2 separate regions of the Mus musculus genome follow, and region 2 is linked to region 1. Evidence: chromatin contacts called from public Hi-C data. All regions are on one chromosome and are shown on one strand. Each heading gives the region's core, a stretch centred on a gene start, on an enhancer-like site or on the middle of the called end of the contact. The rest is flanking DNA. Distances are from core to core; before and after follow the strand shown. Region 1 holds the start of Ly86 (lymphocyte antigen 86). Region 2 has its middle 5.8 kb from the start of Gm4035.

Evidence for each region. A called contact is a pair of places that touch in the nucleus more often than the background predicts.
Region 2: a contact with region 1 is called in a Hi-C map of bone marrow-derived macrophages, with 2.3 times the contacts expected there. The contact joins the enhancer-like site here to the promoter of Ly86 in region 1. A contact is called at or near these places in 3 of 39 promoter capture datasets (the 3T3-L1 cell line, the C10 cell line and pre-B cells), 10 of 484 Hi-C or Micro-C datasets (the HPC-5 cell line, the HPC-7 cell line, LSK cells and 6 more), 1 of 115 datasets of contacts at active chromatin or transcription factors (bone marrow-derived macrophages) and 1 of 9 other capture datasets (macrophages).

The regions. Positions count from the first base shown.
Region 1 is chr13:37,343,907-37,346,729 of GRCm38.p6, reverse strand. It overlaps Ly86 (lymphocyte antigen 86), which reads right to left and starts at 1,385. Exons shown (of 5, transcript NM_010745.2): 1 at 1,156-1,385. The coding sequence starts at 1,291.
Region 2 is chr13:37,439,498-37,442,244 of GRCm38.p6, reverse strand. No RefSeq gene overlaps it. Among named protein-coding and RNA genes, the nearest start is that of Gm4035, 5.8 kb to the right of the region's middle. Within about 2 kb of position 1,379, at least 104 of the 459 cell types and tissues checked have an H3K27ac peak or open chromatin away from gene starts, as enhancers often do. A contact at or near this core is called in the HPC-7 cell line, LSK cells, bone marrow-derived macrophages and 2 more, where this site is marked.

The DNA.
Region 1 (2,823 bases), core at 136-2,635:
CAAGTAGTCCACGTGACCCAATCCGGCTGTCATCCTACTCCTGAAGTGAGCAAGTCCCCAGACGTCTAGGCTCCCATTTGTCCCAAGAACAGCAAGCATCATGAGGTCAGCACTTTCTCCACCCAGCGCGTCCTTTTCTTTTTCTTATTTTTAATTTTTAAAATGCACTTCAAGGTTCCTTTTAAAAGGAAATTTAAAAGAATCCATTGAATTACCCCAGAAACCAAAGTTGGGTGGCAGAATCCGGGCTCAGCTAGTTTGCTTTCATTTATTCTCAGCGAGCGGTGGGACCAACACAGAGGCTCAGAGTCTCCTTTGCATACTCTTCAGCTCATCTGTCCCGTTTCCCTACAGATTTCCAGGTTTCATAAATGTCTGCCTTTCCACAAGCCATTTGTTCTACTGCCCATTGGAAATCGATCCCAAGGCTCATTTTTCCTCGCTGTGTCATAGCGTCACAGAAGGAAAAAGTGAGGTGAGGTACCACATTCAGACTTTAGAACTAACCCACTCCTAAGTTCTGGTTCGTGGTGCCAACAGCGGGGCTCTCCCAGCCCAACGCGTCTCAGTATATGCCACCTCTCAAACAGTTGCACTGAGGTTAAGTTTCTAATACATGCTCCAGGACACAGGCCAACCACAGCACTCCCCTTCGCTGTCCTTGCCCCTGGGGAAACCCTGGCATTGGATGCTACTTCTGACGTGCTTGCTGCTTTAATGGGTGGCACAGTGCGGCATGACAAGAACTCTAGAGGGAGCGGCTGAAGGACAGAGTCTCTGACAAAAGTGACTTGATGCTCACCCAGTTTGCAAAATGGCTGAGGTGAAAAGCCAGCGTAGGCGCAGGATTTGGGAAGAAAAGCTTACTGATCACTTGTTCTTGGGGGAGAGGGCAGGGCTGAGCTCTTAGACTTCGTTCCATATCTAGACTGTTCATTTCTCTCTTTCTGTGGTCTTCGTTATTTTCAGAAGGCTCTTCCACTGTCCCTGGCCTTTCCCTCCTCACGGCTGCCAAGACAAAAGCTCACCGTAGCAGCAAAAAGCACGGAGAGGCTGATAACCTCATCCCTCGCCCATACTCACCCAGTGTTCGTATTGCCCACGTGTAGCTTTAATTTCCCCATAAGCACAAGCAGCCATTTCATAAGACCTTACCACAGCTCTGGTAGACTACTTCCAAGCCCCCACTGTTGCAGGCCGTGTGCTTGGGCCAACCATTTTCGCTGCCATGGTCACTGCTGCTCGGAGAAGTCAGAATCCACACAAGGAGGGCAGCTGCGACACCATTCATGGCGAGGGGGTTGTGTGTGCCCAATGGTAAGCCAGCCCAATAAAAAGACCTCCGAAGCTCGTCCTCCCCCTGAAGGAGTAGTATGTTCAGTTTCACTTCTCGAATACTAGTCTCTGGGAAATATACTGTGAGAAGACAAAGACAGACAGCGGGGAGGGGCATTTGAATACTGTTCCAGGGGGCTTTCACATACTTGAAATAGCAAGTGTGTGTGTGCGCGCGCGCGCGCATATCTCTGAACATGCGCATGCGCATATGGGCAGGTATGGGCTAGGTTGAAAGGTGACTTCTCGCTTTCACAGGAAGAGGTCCTGCAGGACTCTTCAGAACAGCCCCTTTTAGAATCTTTGTCCCCCACTGGAGCTGTAAACTCAGGAAAAATGAGCTTCAGGCCACCATGTGTTTTCTATCAGCGTACACCCCACTGATGTGAGTCTCAGAGCTGGCTAACGCCAGCAGGCACATGTGACATTTTGAGGGTGGTATACTAGAACTTAGGATCTGGAACCGGGTTTTTGGATTTGTTCTTGTCTGGCTTTGGCCCTGGGGTTGGGCCAGCGGAACAGGAGCTTGTCCTAGGAGCCCACACAGAGCTGGGTGGTGCATTCCCTCTGAGAAGTAAGCCATCTTCCATTTCTGGGCCAACAGCACCAGGAGGAAGGATTACCCTTTTAACATTTTTATTTTATTTATTTTTTTAGTGTATATCTGTGTTGTCTTTCTGTGTGTTTGCGTGTGTATGATCATGTGGAAGTCAGAAGGTAACTTTTGGGAGTCAATTCTCTCCTTTCTCTGTGGGTTCTGCGAGTGGCACTCAAGTCACCAGGTTTGTGAGGTAAGTGCTTTTACCCATGGAGACAGTTCATGGGCCCATGGCCTCCCTGAAAGGCTAGTTCAACTAGGAGAGGTGACTGACACCGCTTCTCACACAAAGATGCTGCCCTCCATGGACTCTTGCCGCTCTGCCTCAGCTTTCTTAATCCTAACCCCACTCTATGCAGTTCATCAAACTCACGGCCAAGGCCAGTGATGCTGCAGAGCAACAGGCAACACTCTTTCCCATGGCAGGAAGAGATGAATTATATCCCATTGAGAATGTACAATGTATTTTTAGAAGACTTCTCAATAAAAATATTCTCTCCTTGCATGACAGATGGCATTTTTTTCTATAACATGTAATGCAGCCTCGTAGGAAAAAACGAGCAAGCCACTCCCTCAAGGAGTTATGGGAACTCATTTTGTCAACCAAGAGCCAGGACTTGGGTCTGACGAGTGGTTTTTGGCTCACCTGTTTCAGAAATCAATCCATAATGGTGTCATCTTGAGTTCTGTTATGGTTTGGATATTAACTGTCACCCAGAGTTCCATGTGCTGCTAAGTTTGGTCACCTGCCTGGGGCACCATTGAGATGTGGTGGGACCTTTAATTTAGATCATCTTAAAGAGAATAGTGGAATTCTAACTCTTCGTATCCCTCCTTTTGCTTTGTTTTCGAGCCAACACAAGGAAATCAGGTTTCCTCCATGTGTAGCC
Region 2 (2,747 bases), core at 130-2,629, 96 kb before region 1:
CGTGATAAGGAGGCCACTGGACTCCTGACAGCCAAGAAGGGGAAGAGGAAGGGAGAGGGAGGGGAGGAGGAGAGAAGATGGGAGCTGAGGAGGAGGTAGAGAAGGAGGGGGAAGGGGAAGAGGTAGAGAAGGAGGGGGAAGGGGAGGAGGAGGGAGAGGAAGGAGAGAAGGAGGAGGAGGAGGGAGAGGAGGAGGAGGAGGAGGAGGAGGGAGAGGAGGAGGAGGGTATGACCAGCGGCAGAGAGGACTCAGCTAGTGGTCCCAGTACCCCACCTATCGAGAGCACATTCTCTAAACCTAACTTTTACTCTACCTACCTTTCAAAAGCTTTAAAATCTTTACAACCTTGCAAAAAGGACTCAAGTTACAAACAAAAACCCTTAACACACCAGACTCCGGGGAGACTTTTAAGATCCAAACTCTAGTGTCTATCTCTTATTGTCTAAGATTTGAGTCTTATCTCAGTCACAGGTTGGGCGTGCAGTCGACTGAGCTGTCTTTACCACCGGAGTCCTGCAGCCTTTGTTACCCCAGGAGAAAAGCCTGAGAGGCCCCATGTGTTCATGCTGGAACAAGGAACCAAAAGGGTCTGGGGACAGCAGCCAAGGGATGAAAGCCCCTTTCCTCACCCCGCAGGCTGGTGATGCTACTGGTACATAGCGAGTGGTTGCTATAAATTCCCAGATGTCTCCAGACTTTCCTCAGTGGCTATGTGACAAGACATTCATGCCTCCGCTTCTGTCACTCCTGCTCCCTGTACCCCCTTCCTGAGTTGAGTCTCTGTCTGCTTTGGGGTAAATTCTAGCTCAGGCAGACCAGGCAGGCCTGAGTCCTGAATCTTTGGGCTCTCTAAATAGTAGAAAGATGTAATGGGATATTGTGGGGGGCACCAAAAAAAGATACAGATGCCCAAAGGGAAAGGATGCTGCTGCCACAGTGGAGAAATAAACCAACGTGGACTAAAAATAGCACCGGGTTGGGGGTGGGGGGAGGAGGAGAGAATGGCCCACTATATTTTTAAACTGTTTTAACAGTGCAGAGAAGTGGCAAAACACCAGTCTCTGAGGAATATGGTTTGCTAAAGGGTGGGGCTGGGAGTTTGCCCACAATTATGCCCTAATGGTATTTTGCACTCCCTCTACATTCCATCCGTCAGTACATGCAAAACGGCCTTTCTCCCACATTCTTCTACAACACACTTGTAAAGGAAGCGAGCGAGCCTGTAGCTCTCATTGCTGGGATGGGAAACCAAGGCAAAATGACTGGTTGATCTGCCAAAGCCATAAGAGAAAGTCTTGCTGAGTTTGGGGTTACGCTTTGGGCTTCCCACTCTCTGTGGCTGTGGCTTTGGCCTGGCCCCGCCTTTTTACTGGATGTGACTCCAGGGCAGACAGTTTGCTAGGTTCCTGGAAGGCCGAGGTTTGCATTTGCACGAGCCTTGTAGTGGACTGGGACATTTCACAAGACAGGAGGAGAAAGCTGCAGCTGGTGTGTCTAAGAAAGGGAGGGGAGAGGAAATCTGAGGGCAAGCTGCACTGGGGTGGGGTGGCTTGTGCCCCTGCCTTCTGTCTTCCCATGACTGGACTTGTCTCTGCCCACGAAGAGCCTGCATCTCCTGCAGTGACAGCATAGGACAGGGCTGAGTCTTGTCCAAATATTGTTCTTCAAAACACCACTGTTCTTGGTCAAATGCAAAAGATAGTGAGGAGAACAATGCTCAACCTGCCCCCAATGTTAAGCTGCGGTTTTCTCTGCATACTGGGGGGGGGGGGGAGAAAGAAGAACTCTCAAGACAATTAGTGCCCACCTGTGAAGTTCTGGGCACCTGACAAAGGCGAGCTCAGCTACAGGCTTCTGCCTCTCAGCAAGGTTCTATTTTACTTTCGGCCTCCAGGCCGATGCTTGGCACTGCACTTTGAGTGTGGGGAAGATGGCTGGACCACAATGCCCTTGGCATGTATCAGTGGCATTTACGTGCTTCGCTTACCCCTTCTGACAGTCCTGAGAGGCACGCTTTACACCCACCCATCCTTTACAGATGAGCCATGAGAGGAGTTTAGCAAGGTAAGGTAAGCTGAGTGTCTCTAGACAGCCCCACCCTAGCCTGTGCGGTTTCCACCTCTGTGGAGAGAAGCCTCGCTGGGCTTCTGAACCCTGGCTGTTTCGTTAGCTTCCTACACAGCTGCCGGTGAGCAAGAGCTATCCTGGAGAGTCCTGGGCATGGTAATCTCAAATCATGGGTTTGTCCCTGGGTTTCCCCACCTTTTTTTGTTACGGGAGACAGGTTTTGTTTGCTTCCTAGAGTTTGTCTTTGGGTAACTGTCAGTGTACTCGGCTGTAACAAAGCAGGCAAGAGAGAAGCAACTGTTGAATGTTTCATTGATGCATCAGTTTATTGATGGCAGGAGGAATTCCTTCACAGCTTGAGGACTCCACACTGCTGCCGGCCTGGGATTCTATGTTGCATAGCTGTAGATGCTGTTGGTCCTCTGGGAACGGTAAAGCTCCAAGAACTGGTGCCACGGGTTTGTTTGTAAGGAAATCCTGAAGACTGACGTGTAGCTCTCCATCTTTGAACTTATAATCCCGCTTGTGGCTTCAGAGTTCTGGGATCACTCCTGTGGATCACATTAACCCAAGACAACACCCACCTTAAAAATCTCCAGGAAGTTCTCACTGGCTGGTAGACAGAACAACAGTGTCTGGAAAGAGACACGAATCACATGATCTCAAAGTGATTCAACAGC